Linked DNA regions of Zea mays: region 1 is linked to region 2. The links are chromatin contacts, called in public Hi-C maps. All regions are on one chromosome and are shown on one strand. Each heading gives the region's core, a stretch centred on a gene start, on an enhancer-like site or on the middle of the called end of the contact. The rest is flanking DNA. Distances are from core to core; before and after follow the strand shown. Region 1 holds the start of LOC100193643. Region 2 holds the start of LOC100283905 (protein AATF).

Region 1 (7,413 bases), core at 830-3,329, 230 kb after region 2:
AAATAGTGACAACATGCATAACTAAAGCACATAAAGCCGACCCCTAAATTAATGACGATTTGATGCATCCTAAGGCAGAAAAGTCCCCCAATAATTCTAAAACGAGAACTGCTAGTTTGCATTTGGGCTCGGGTAAGCGACATCAAAGAGTTCATCCACCGCGTGAACAACCTGCTCAGATGCTGGTTCATTGAACAGCTCCTTCAGACGTTTCTTGTGTTCCTCCTTGACTGAACTGCCGCTAGTGATGGTCTCCAATTTTTTCATAATAATCATCTGGCAACGGGCAATGGAGCCTAGCTTGGCTGCCGGTTTGAGTGCAAGCCTTGTGCTGACCCTGCGACGACTTGCACCCTGACCAGGGGAAGGAGCCGAAATACTTTCCTCATTATTTATCAGAAGTAATGGCGCCGATCTTGGGACGAAGTGCTCCTTTAGAAAAGCTTGGATGTCACGATCTTCATCCTGGACCTCTGAAATGGGTGTAGACATAGAGACCCCATTATCAGCTGTTGGTAGTATCATGGTGTCGTTGGTATGCTGGTGATCCTGAGAAGGGCCTTCAATCTGTGCCGGTGGAGAATCCAGTAGCCCAGCAGGCAGGAGGTTAAGGTCCTCGGCCGTATGCAAGGGGATTTGCACATCCGAACCAGAGGCATCTGCCGCGCCACACTCGCCCGACGGGCCCATGGGCAATGGCCACAACCAAGTATTGTCTGTAGCTGGAGGTGCCGGGATAGGAGCCGTACCAAAGGGAGCGGGCCCCGTGAGCAGGTCTGGCATTGCTGCCCCACTCCAGACTCCAGTAGCGTCCAGGAACGGAGCGCCTACCGGGCTCTGCACGCGAAGACGCCCATCCTACGCAGCGTCGCTGCCCGTGATGTTCATGGTGCCGAACATGGCATTTTTTTTAAGATTCAGGAGGGGAAGCTACTACTGAGATTTTATTGAAAATGAGAAAAGAAAATATTACAGCTTAGCTTGATTACAAAAGGTAATCTAAAAGATCTAATTAAGCAGTTTACAAGCATTGGAGCAAGTAGAACAACTCTTATATCTGCCACGAACTCGCCAATTCGGGATGGAAATGTCAAAATTCTCACGCGCTCTGTGAATTATCAACCGCAGCTTCTTACAGAATTCTTGCGTACAGTGATAAACCGAAGGATCTTTATTTGCAAACAGTCATTCATTTCGGCTTTTCCAAATGCTTCAAGTCATGAGAATAATAATCTCCATAGAGAAAAGGACGTTAAGTTGATGTTTAAGGTTTGCTGAGTCCTCCTCTCGATTAGTAATCCAAACATGGCATTAACACCCACCTCAAGGTCTGTAGCCGATTGTGTGCTGTGACTATAGATGTCCAATAAGCACGAGGCCCGTGAGCCTGGCACGAAGCCCGTTGTTTGGGCCCGGTCCGAGCCCGGCATGACTCGGTTCTAAGCGGGCCCGGGTCGGCCCGGCACGAATAAGCGGGCCGGGCTCGGACAAGAAACTAGGCACGGTGGGCTAGCCTGGCACGGCCCGTTTACCTCTAAGCCCGTTAAGCCCGCTTTTTTTTTACACTAAAACGTGTTTACCGGCCCGCATAGCCCGTTTTTCGGCCCGTTTTTTCGTGATAAACGGGCCGACCCGGCCCATTTAGGCCCGTTGCGGGCCGGACTCGAACAGGAAATTGAGCTCGCGTGCCTAGAAGGCCCGGCCCGGTTTTCTAACCGTGCCTAGTGGGCCGAGTCCAAAACGGGACGGGCTTCACCGGGCCTGGGCCAGGCCGGGAGGTCCATTTGGACATCTCTAGCTGTGACCGAGGCACTGTCGCGGGCAGGATCACACAGCAGCGGCCGTTTGTGCCCTGCACCGACGGGCACTGGCGCGAGCCAGATTAACAACACGGAGTTAATTAACTGACGTGGTTTTAGGAATAGCTGTTGAAGTTTAAAAAATTGTTAGATAATAATTAACTTAAATCAGGTCCTATTTTATTTTTAGGCCTTAATTATAGGAGTCCCTTTTGAGATGCTCTAACGTGATGTCATAGGGTGATTGTCTTCTGTTCTGTCTGGCAGTTTTTTTTTTTTTGAGAATCCGATTAGCGATCAAGGCTAGAATTGATTATTGCTCGCGGGCGACAAGTGTGGTGACGCGTCTCGATCCGCGCACCGCTTGGGCTTCTCGTAGGAGTACTGCTCAGCCTGTCACCGTCAGCGTATGTTCTTGTTCCAGTTCCTATTTTTACTCCAAGTCCACTAGGGATCCTATCCAGATTCGTGGGGACACCCTCTTCGAGTTCCAGGCTTCCAAGGTCCAACCTTCTCCTCTGAGGCCGTAGCATTTGTCTGGTTGGATTGGGTTGTTCCGCTTGGGTAGCCGGGTGGGATCGAAATCTGTGTGGCACCCATATGGCGGCGGTCGAGGGGACGAAGAAGAAGGTAATCATCGACACCGACCCCGGAATTGGTAGGTACCCGTCCTTGTGATTGCAATCATCGTCTTGGCTGTAGATCGATGGTGCTTCTTCTTGTTGTGGCGTTCGGATCGCAGTCCACTAACCGAACCGAACCACTGTTCGACGGAGCAGATGACGCGATGGCCATCTTCCTGGCGCTGCGGTCGCCGGAGCTGGAGGTGCTGGGCCTCACCACTACCTTCGGCAACGTACACACCGCCCTTGCCACGCGCAACGCGCTCCACCTGGTGCCGCCGCCTACCTTCCTTCCTCTCTCTCTCTCCCCCCACCCCCACACCCTGCTGGCCTGTTCCGCCCACTTCCAACCGCGGCTCACATTTGCTTCTGATGTGTGTGCTTCAGCTGGAGGCTGTTGGCAGGACTGACATCCCCGTGGCAGAGGGATCCCATGTAACGATCAAGGTAGCTATCATCGTCTCTTTGTTTCTGCTACCACGCTGAATCAATGTTCAATTGTCAACGTTGCAGCGCTATCATCAAACACAGAGAAAAAAAAAATCATAGAATCGCAGTGATCTAGCAAAGCCACAAACAGTTGAGATTGAGGGAACGCCATCGAGAGGATCATACTTCCTGCGTGTTCATCAGCAGCTTTCAACAAGGCTGTTTGTTCGTTCATTTACTTTGTCATCTGAATTGCTGTTTCTTTTTCGTTTTCACCTCTGTACACGGAGCACAGAAAGCCACCAAGCTGAGGATCGCAAGCTTCGTCCACGGTTCAGACGGCCTGGGAAACCAGGACTTCCCTCCACCAGCTACCAAGCCTGTAGATCAGTCTGCTGCTGCCTTCCTGGTTGAGCAGGCAAATCTGTACCCTGGTCAAGTTAGCGTTGTCGCCCTCGGCCCACTTACCAACCTTGCTCTGGTCTGCTCTCCAATCATCTCCTTCGTGGTTTCGTTAACCAGTACAGTTTCTGGCTTCTTTAAGTTGATCTTTTTTTTTTGGCAATCTCTGGTTACCCAGGCAGTCGAGCTTGACCCTGCGTTCCCGGAGAAGATAGGGCAGATTATTATTCTTGGCGGTGCGTATTCAGTTAATGGAAACGTGAACCCTGCAGCTGAGGCGAATGTGAGGGTTTCTCTCTTAATTTCTCTGATACATTCTGTAGTCCTTAGTTATCATTTGCTTGAGTCATCAATAATGGGTTCATGTTTATTCACAGATCTTTGGGGATCCCGACGCTGCAGATATCGTGTTCACCTGCGGCGCTGATATTTTGGCCGTGGGACTAAATGTAACCCACCAAGTGGTTCTAACCGGTAATTCTGCTGCATTTAAGGCTTACATTCTTTCTGCTCAGGATGTAGGCTGCATCAAGATCACAGACCAATGAGTATTAGAGCATGCAAGTACAATCATAATGGGTCTAACATGCTACATGTACCTTCTAATTTCACCTTACCCCACTATGACCGTCACAAGACCAGAGCTGAAAACAGCTACAGTTTGCTGCGTTATTACATCTGTGGTTTTCGATTTTGCAGATACTGATAGAATTCTTCTTGTATAACCTACTTCTCACTAGTCAATTGCAACACATTCATAAAAAAAGGACTTTGCAATATTACCAAATTGAAAGAGCAATTTCGCAGGCACGGTGCACTGCACATTGACCTTCGGTTCTTCTGCAGTATGATGTGTGAGTGTGTGACTTGTGATTGCTTTGCTAGCGGATTAGATCAAATTTATCCAAATGACAAGTAATCAAGATCTTGAACGATTCGAATTCTAGGCTATTTGGAAGTGGCCCAACCTGCCATGTATCACAACCCGATTTCCCTTGGTGCCTTGACACACATACACACACTGACACACACACCCTCCCCTCCTGTTGTTGCAGATGCTGACCGGGAAAAGCTTGAGCAGTGTGACAGCAAATACGCCCGCTACTTGTGCAAGCTAATGGGCGTTTATTTTGATTACCACAGGGACGGTTACTTCATAAAAGGTTCGTATACATTAGTGTCATCCAAGGAAAGGCAAAACTGGTTCTGTCAAAGTATTTGCAGCGGGGACAGAGTCGGATGCTGTGCAACCTTGTGAACTTTGACCTTCACGTTGAGATGTTTACACAGGAGCGTATCTTCACGATCCAACGACGGTTATTGCTGCGGTGAACCCATCGCTGCTGACTTACACAGAAGGCGTTGTGAGGGTACAGACAGTCGGGATCACCAAGGGCCTTACTGTTTTCGACAACACCAAGAAAAGGTTAGGGCCACTCTCTTTGTGTCTCTCAGACAGCCATGTCGCTGAAACAGGAGCAGTAGATAGGTTTTGATTTCCCTCTTAATCATATCTCGTACTATTATTATAGCGCGCTTGTGAATTCGATCCGTTCTTAAGTCCTGACGCCTGCTGAGTTCTCACTTTTGCCATGGTATACGATTGGCTCTGGTAGAATTGGGTAGGATTCAGTCTGGTGCGCTGAGCATCCCGAGTGCGTTTGCAGGTACGGAGAGATCACAGCCTGGAGTGGCATGCCCACCGTGAAGGTCGCTGTCACCGTCGATGCCCCTGCCGTGGTAGAGCTGATAGTGCAGAGGCTGATGACCGATGACTAGCAACAACGCCACCAGCTGATCCGGCCGCGTTGTCATTAGAACACGAGAATGCATTGCGTTGCATTGCATGTGGTTATGTGCGTGCTTGGTGTTTACGTACAGTTTATATATATATGCTTGATACGTTTGCTGATGCTTCTGAGAGAACATGATTAAATTAAATTAAACTTGATTAAATGAAATTGCCACCTGATGATGCCAGATAATGCTCCGCCTAGAGTGTTGCGAGAGACGAGGTTATAACTGTAAGATGAATGAAAAACCGAAATTATTGGACGAGTCGCTCCGATCCGGAGCGGATGAGAGTGTTTTGTTCAGATGGCGGCGAGCTGGCTGATGTTGATGGGGTAAACTTCGGCGGTGGAGTTGGAGCCGAAGGCCTTGGCGGCGTAGATCCTGTGGGCGGCCTCCGTGGGGTGGAAGGCGTCCCAGAACATGTACTTGCCGCGGTCGTCGCAGGGCCGCTGCAGGGGCAGGCACGTGATCTGGCCGTTGTTCCGGCCCACTCCGCAGCAGCCGCGGTCGAGCACGGCGAACCCGTGCGCGGCCGCGTTCGCCATGAGGTCCTTGCCGCTCTGCACGGTGTCCAGGAAGACGAGCTTGGCCCCGCGCAGGCCGCCGCGGTTGTTGAGGCGCTTCACCATGGCCAGAAGGCCCCTGTTGTAGATGTCGATCGCGCTGTTGATCGTCTCGTTGCATGACCCGCCGCCGGCAGGCGCTGGGTTCGTGGTGCCGGTGCCGGTGCGGCTGCCACTACTGTTTCCGTTGCCATTGCCACCGTCTGCGTTGCCGTTGCCACTGCCATTGCCACTGCCACCGTCTGCGTATGGCGGTGGCATGGACGGTGATCTCCAGTCGTCGCCGCCGCCGCCTCCTCCACCGACGCCGACACCGCCTCCTCCACCTCCGCCACCTATGCCAATGGATATAGCAATGTCTTCTTGGCTAGCAGCGGATTGGTTATTGTTAGGCCCAGACGGCCTGCTGTCGTCGTCGTTCATCCTTGCGAGCTCGTAAGGGATGCACCCGATGAGGCCGACGCCGGCGATGACGAACTTCCGTGCGCCGAGGCCGTGGAGCTGTGTGAGCTGGGTGGAGTAGCCCTGGAGGAGGAGCGCGGCGTAGTCGCGCGGGCTGTACCTGCGCGCGGTGTCGTAGTAGTCGGGCATGAAGTAGTTGTTGAGGTAGTCGTTGCTGCCCATGCCGACGTAGAAGATGCAGCGCCCCAGGTGGTCCGCCAGCTTCGTGGCGTTGCCGCGGAACTCCGACCTGTTCCCCATGTCGCTCACCGCCGCGCGGAAGTGGTCCACCTGCTCCGAGAACGGGTAGTGCCCGCCCTGCCATTGCCACGACAAAACCATAAAAGCAAGCTCTTGATGATCAGCTATATAGACACATACATAGAGCTCGATCGTGTCGTGTCGTGTGCACCGCGCGCACGGGCGGCACGTACATACTGACGGACTGACCAGGTTGTTTCCTGTGTCGGGCAGGATGCCGGAGGCCCCCGACGCGAAGTTGACGCCGCGGGGGAGGTCCTCCGGGCGCGCCGTGGCGTAGGGCGGGAGTAGCGGCGGGCGGAGGCGGAGCATGTCGGAGATGAAGTCGACCATGGTGCGGCCGTTGGTGAAGCGGCCGGGCGGGCCCTCGTAGAAGTCGATGCCGTAGGGGCGGTAGTTGGCCCGGGCCAGGCTCAGGATGTTGTTGTTGTTCCCGTTGTCCACCAGCGAATCGCCGAAGACGTACATGCACGGCGCCAGCGGCTGCGGCTGCTGCTGCCAGCCCCACGCGGCCGCGCCGCTCGTGGTCACCGCTGCGACCACGGCAACGGTGAGCGCCAGCCTCCCGTACTCGTCCATCTCTCTCTCTCTCTCTCTATCTCTATCTCTCTTTCTCCGGCTGAAGAACCTCGTTCCGTTCGTCGACTGCTACGTGCTGATCGATTCAGTATTTATATAGTTGGCTCTCGATCGATCGATCGCTAGAGAGTTACTGCTCCCAACAGCTAGCTAGGCGGGTGGGTTGGAAGTTGAACCGATGAATATGAACTTGTAGTAGCTCGTGAAACGCTGACGGATGGACCGGACCGGACCGGATCGGATCGGATCGCGCTTTTGTCACAGGGAATGGTTCAGAAAGCTGGTAGGAACATCTGAAACAGGGGATACAACAGTAGCTTTGCTCGTTGGACGCGACGCGATACCGTTGGTGGGTAACGACTCACGGATTCACGCATAGCAGCAATAAGTTTGTTGCAGTAGTATGGCTGTCTGCAGTGTGGCACGTTACGAAAGACTCTATCGAGCTCGAGTCCCATGCATGTCCAATTTCGAGGACCTATGTAAATTAAAGTAGAGTTGGATGGTATTATACATGTCCAT
Region 2 (6,491 bases), core at 3,450-5,949:
AGTTCAATAATTAAAAATGAACTAACTTGATGCCCCTCTATCACATGACTCAAGGAACTCCTTGAGAAGTTGTTGATAAAACTCAGAATCATCAATAAGTTCAGGATCACCTTCCATAATGTGCCCCTGAGTTATAGCAAAGGCGATGAAATAAGCTCAGGTAGTGTAGTCCGCATTATATCTTCTATTTGTACAAATAGTAGCATTCTGATAGCAATGTTAGTGTAACAGATAAATAACCAAGGTTATGATAGAAAAGGGGAAATCATCTCAGGGGAAGAAATGAGCTTCAATTAACTACAGGCCGTTACACTTCAGTAGACTGAAGGAGACCAAATAAGGTTTGAAATATTTTTAAGGGAAATGTAGTAAATGCTCGAACCTCCTCAGCTGTTCCAGGTTCTCCCACATCCTGAAATATGAACAGCAAGACTTAAGTTAGCCAGGTGCACAAATGACTGGTGGTCCTTAGTGATAGATGCGTCGAAAATACCTTTCCAAATACTCTAACAGCAGAGTTGGTCAAGTACATCCTGTTAATCATCCGGCTTGGATCTCTCATGTAACCAGCAACTTGATCACTAATGTTCTGTTCTCATACAATGGGAAGAGTTGAGCTTTATATATTGACTTGTTAAACAGAAACAAATTACACAAAGTAGTTAAATAAGTATTCAGGCAACCTGATTAAATGCATGTAGCTTTCCTTTAAGTGCAGCAGCACCCGTTGTCACCTGTATTTTCCTGTGCCATTTATCTATCTCGGTATTTCTGAATGTTGTTATCCTGTAAACAAATAATTTACCACACTCAGCTTATTTTTGTATGAGTACATAAAACCAAATACCAACACCAAGCAGCATATGTGCACTGTGCACATGTAAGATGAAAGCTCTAGAGGGTCCATAATATAAGTGAATTGTTCATCCCTCCTATCAGCTTAAGCTTTTGGGTTGAATTGATTGGTGCATGCAACTTAATATGGTATCAAAACTAGAGATCTCGAGTTCGAATCCTGATTAGCGCAATTAAATAAAATAATTGTTATTTGCTCCTATTCCAGGTCTGAGACTCGACGTGAGGGGGAGTGTTAGAATATAATATAAGTGAATTGTCCACCCCTCCTATCAGCTTAAGTTTTTGGGTTGGATTAGTTAATGCATGCAACTTAATACATATAACTCTCAGAATGTTATGGTGATGTGCCCTTAGATCTAATTGTAGTTTTTTCTTCACTTTTGCTACATCATATATTTGCAAATAATTGAATCCAATGTTGCGGAACCAGCTTTCTAGAGGGATGTTAGCAGTAGCACAATACAAAATTCACATATAGTAACATGTCACCATAACAAAATTCACATATAATTTTAGAGACTGTATGAAGTCAAGACACTTAATCCATGTACCTTAATAAAACATGTCGCATTACCCTATTAGCATACCTTATGTGAATAACTAGCCTTCTTCCCATCAACTTCAAACATAAGCAGTTACTACCCGTGCTTTGCTACGGTTGTTATATAATCTCTCCGTCCCATAATATAAGGTGTAACTACTTTTTGTTCTTGTTCCACAATATAAGGTGTGGCGTCCCATAATATAAGGTGTAACTACTTTGTTCTTGTTCCACAATATAAGGTGTGCTCTCTCTATACATACGTACATCGATACAGTGGTATAGAGAGAATTAAATATATTTTTTGGTCTTTGAACCAAAGATGGTTACGCCTTATATACTGGGACGGAGGGAGTATCATATAAATAGGTATTGAGATATTTATTCAAATATAATTATTATTTATTTCATTAAGGTACATGTGATCTAATGGTTAGCCTCAAATTTTTGAAGCAGAGGGGTGCGGTTTCGAGTGCTCGCTATGCACTATTTTTTGCGCGGTGTGGTGGGTGGCCCCAAAGTGTCAGCGCGGAGGGTGAAGCCATGGTATCACTATGTGCCGACATTAGGTTTATAATAGAGTAGTATAGAAGTGAGAATTAAAAAATATATATATTTCATCAACTATTATCCTTTACACCCAAGTTACTTTGTATTCTAGTTTTCAAGCAAGACCTTTTCTACATGCCTTTTCTGCTACAAGGCTTGGCAAAAGAAAGGCATATCAACAAGTATTCCTTGGATGCAACCTACTGATCCAATTGAATAACCTTGGATGCAACCTACTGATCCAATTGAATAACTTATTGGGCAGAGAGCAGCAGTTAGCTTGTTACACAGCTAATACCTTCATATGAAACTGGATTTGTGGCAACTGTCATCGCAATTTGATGGCTCATATAATGACCTACAGGCTACAAGCAGGATGGTAACACAATATATCGCCAAATTATAGAGGTATTTAACAAAATTAAAATACAAGTTTCATTTTTTTTCTTATTTGCATGGGTGTTTTTAGTACCTTAGCTGCCACGTTTACTACATTGTGGCTATCTCAGAGTGGTTTCTGTATTAAAAAACGAACTCTATTAGGAAGCTAGAGCAAACTTCAGTTACGCATAAAAGAAATGCAATTGCCGAGACGTGATAAGCATTTCAAGTACTCATACTCAGGTGATTATCACAAGTAGACAAGTAGTTACTTGAAATCATAGGGATGTAAGCAGCTGAAAATAAACAAATGCTTAGTGTCCTGTAGTGTTTTTCAAGCGCTAGCCAACTTCTAAGTTATACTGATTAGACCGTTGAGGTCCAAATGTTGATGAGAACCCCGTTCCCCAGTCACCAGTCCATTTTTTTTTTCAAGCACTAATGGTTGGTTAGTTATTTCTGTTGCAAAATTTACCTTGCCTGCAATCTCTGTACTTCTGACCACTCGTCATTGTCTCCATTTGAGGCAGAAGGAATTTCTGGGGTCAAGTAAAGAGTTGTGTTATGAACATATAGATGGGATGTCATAGTTTTTACAGTAGAACAAGAACAGTATAGAGAGCAGCAATACCATTGGCATCCTTTGTAGCCTGATTACTCTCAAGCAAAGCCTATAGGTAGTTTAAGAGGTTGAGTACAATGAGAAACATTTCAATTATTATTTGCAAAAGAAACATTTTGATCATATTGAGGAAAATCATAGGAGTGAAAGGAAAACAATGTGTGCAACTAACTGAACCTCCTGCAGCTCCATCATGCTGCTCAAAGTATGTTTCGTCGAATTCAAAAGATCATCATATGCTTGCTCTATCTGCTTATCATGATTGCAAAACCTTGTTCTGATGGATTCCTGCAACAGCACAGTAGAAAACAAAATGGAGTTTAGAATTCAACTTAGCCACAATCCTGCATGAAAAGGGGGGACAATTAAAAAGAACCTAGGGAGATGCTTGCTACAACCTGGGGTAACTTGTTGGAAGTAGAAAACGCCTTCTGCAGCAAGAATCTCATTTCCATGGTCTTGTCCCATATCGCCTTGAAGGAGCATAAATCAAACAAAGGTAAGAATTTTGACAAGATTATATATATGTAGCACATGTTAATACCAAGATGCAAAGAAGGTGGGTCAGCACCTTCTGGTTTTTGACTGCTTGACCTCTCAAGGCATCCTCCTCTCTGTGTTCGTTCATCATCTTTCAAACTATATCTATACAAGGCTTCAGTTGAAGAATCCCCAAATTTGGCTCTGCCCTTAGCTAGTTTGATCTCCACAGTACAACAAACTGAATGGAAGAAAACAAACCTTACCTGTTGCAAAACAAAACAAAACAAAACAGTAAAATCACTTGACTTCAGAGTTGAAACAAAACCGGTATTCACATGTGTAGCACTGATGCATATACAAATACCTTTATCAGAAACATGAAGATACGTGAATACATTATTTTCTTAATAAAAGTCACGATAGAATACATGCAAGTTTTTTTAGAAATAAATAAATGATGAAGCATACTACAATTCTAAAAGTAGCAGTGCAGCAGGAACATTCAAATTGCCCTACATTCTTGATACTGTGCTGCTTTGCTCTTATTTCCAATAAACCAAACACTCAAAATCAGGTCACGTGACCAGATGATTTGACTATGGGTGAGGGGACAAGACAGGACTACGAGAGAAGGAATTGAGAAGCAACTCGTCGCTGACTTGCAGATGGCTCACCGTGGATTTACTATGGGCAGGCAGTGGCAGACACAGAAATGAGGCAAGGGGGTAAAATCAAAAAATTATAATTATAAGGCTAGAAATCTTACTACAGTCAAACCAAAATACATAATCCTAAAATAAAGAGCACAAATAATGACATCGATTGAAAATACTTAAACAACATGGTGGTAGAAAAATACCGTACGGTGCCGTTTTTTAGAAAGTAACAGTTGGCACTCATCAATCAAAATAGGATGCGTTGATGCAACGATAATAATCAATAATCAGTAAATATTACTCGCTGTCTGGCTCACTGTGCAGTGCAGCACAGGGGCCGAACGTGCAAGGGCAGAAGCAGGGGCACTGCGGCCGCTTGGGAGCTGGGCGCCTGCTGGACAATAGACGCTGGCGAGTAGGTAGCTAGCCGAGGAAGCGAGGTCGGCCAGACCGCCTGACGGGTTCGAGAGGTAGGGGCGCCGCCACGGAAGACGCAGGCAGGCGCAGGCGCGGCCGTCGCTACTCGCTCGAGACTCGGGATTAGGTGGACGGCCGGGTGGGGGCTGGGCCGAAGGAGAGGAAACCGTGGGTGAATTCTCCGCGGGGGAATACCTCCTCATCCTCTCTCCGCGACGAAAAAAATTACTTGTAGAGATCTCCGCAAACATTTACATAACATTTCTTCTCCATCCCATTCCTACAAAGATAAATCCATCTCTATCCGCGAGGGAATACCTCCTTATCCTCTCTCCGCGACGAAAAAATTTACTTGTAGAGATCTCCGCAAACACTTACATAACATTTCTTCTCCATCCCATTCCTACAAAGATAAATCCATCTCTATCCCTATTTAAATTATAATTAAGACATACATTCTTTGTTAGTAATATTAAACATTATCACGTATACACATTGTTTAATGTAAAAAATCATATATATACATCAAAATGAACATATTTATATAATTAGTGTTCTCTTTACAAGGTAATTATTTATTTTTGTTGTTAACTAGTACACAAAAACATAGTCGCGTGTAAGTTTAACGGGTCCGCAGGGAACAGGAATGGGAAATGCTTCCCGTCTCAATCCCTGTTTACCCATCGAGGGATAAAATTTCACGTTTATATCCTCGCGAGAAAGTTTCTTCCCCATCGGACAATGTTGCCAACAGACATAGCCTTTGAGGCACCCAGATTAACCTTTCAAAAGCATCACATAGGCAGAAGCAACCCGGCTTGAGAAGATTAATGTACTAGAAGAGAAACGTTTAAATGTTGTTGTTGGTCACTTGTTCTCAAATGTTGTAAATCGAGAACAAGGCAACACAATTATTAAGTATTAAGGACCTTCGTCTTCCGAAGCATTATCTCCTCGCGAGTATAATGATCATCAGATAAAGGTCGTGAAGAACATGTCTTTATCATATTATAGATAAATAAAAATAGATAAGGATAAATATAATGAATATAACTCATTGATTCCCTCATATTTACAATCCATAAAATATGTATGAGTATCAACAGAATTTGTATTACATTGATACATTCGGCTTGCTCGAAGGTGTTGATGCGAGAAAGATTACAAAACCAGTGTGAACAGTACAGTGCTACTGTTCATCTATTTATAGACACAGGACGTAGCCTAGGTAAAAGTATATTTATGTTCCTGACATTTACTTGTGATCGTAACATAAATCATTAAGGACTAAGTAGTATTTTTTCCCTTTCGGCCAGCATCGTCATCAGTCTTCATCACCATTATAAGTCGAAGTTGTTACTCTGTCAATAGCTTCGACATTTATTCTTATCATCTTTAGATCATATCTTCATCTCGTATGCCTTCATCGTGGGGGAAAGACTTCCATCCTGAAGACGAAGCTCCCTGTAATAGCTTATGCAAAAAGCAAATGGTTAATTATGTTTTTGAGGACCTTCGGAAGAGGAAGGCCCCCAACAGTTGTCATTCAGTCAGCCCGATATCAGCAAATCTTGAGACGCTACCATGCAAAGTAAGAGCACCTAGAGGGGTGAATAGGTGATCCTGCAAAAATTAACTCTAAATAACACAAACTTGGTTTATAGTGAGTATTAGTGAAAGCTAAAACCTAGTTGGTATGAGTAGAGATGGAGAGATGAGAACTCTTCACTTGATTGCTCCTTTGAAATGTGTATCAAACTTAGGAGCAATAATACAAGTGAATATGACAACTCAAGAAGACAAAAATCACAATAGAATGAATGGACAAGAGACATGGCGATTTTATCCCGTTGTTCGGCCAATGCCTACTCCACGTTGTGGTGACCTCCTTCGGTCAAGGGTTGCACTCAACCCCTCTCAAGTGATCCAAAGATCAAACTTGAGTACCATGATTACCTTCCTTATATCAAGTCCCGGTTGTGAG

Evidence for each region. A called contact is a pair of places that touch in the nucleus more often than the background predicts.
Region 1: a Hi-C map of endosperm shows a contact between it and region 2, with 2.1 times the contacts expected there. The contact joins the promoter of LOC100193643 here to the promoter of LOC100283905 in region 2. A contact is called at or near these places in 4 of 25 Hi-C or Micro-C datasets (ear, endosperm, leaf and 1 more).

The regions. Positions count from the first base shown.
Region 1 is chr3:33,878,982-33,886,394 of Zm-B73-REFERENCE-NAM-5.0, forward strand. LOC100193643 reads left to right here and starts at 2,080. Exons shown (of 9, transcript NM_001138740.2): 1 at 2,080-2,457; 2 at 2,579-2,694; 3 at 2,810-2,869; 4 at 3,147-3,332; 5 at 3,432-3,536; 6 at 3,631-3,727; 7 at 4,309-4,416; 8 at 4,544-4,679; 9 at 4,921-5,164. The coding sequence starts at 2,400. The coding sequence ends at 5,032. LOC103649937 (GDSL esterase/lipase At1g33811) reads right to left here and starts at 7,380. Exons shown (of 2, transcript XM_008675624.3): 1 at 6,502-7,380; 2 at 5,182-6,369. The coding sequence starts at 6,891. The coding sequence ends at 5,347.
Region 2 is chr3:33,643,551-33,650,041 of Zm-B73-REFERENCE-NAM-5.0, forward strand. LOC100283905 (protein AATF) reads right to left here and starts at 4,700. Exons shown (of 12, transcript NM_001156803.2): 1 at 4,392-4,700; 2 at 3,523-3,697; 3 at 3,350-3,424; 4 at 3,129-3,239; 5 at 2,961-3,000; 6 at 2,805-2,868; 7 at 684-786; 8 at 494-589; 9 at 383-412; 10 at 27-126. The coding sequence starts at 3,582.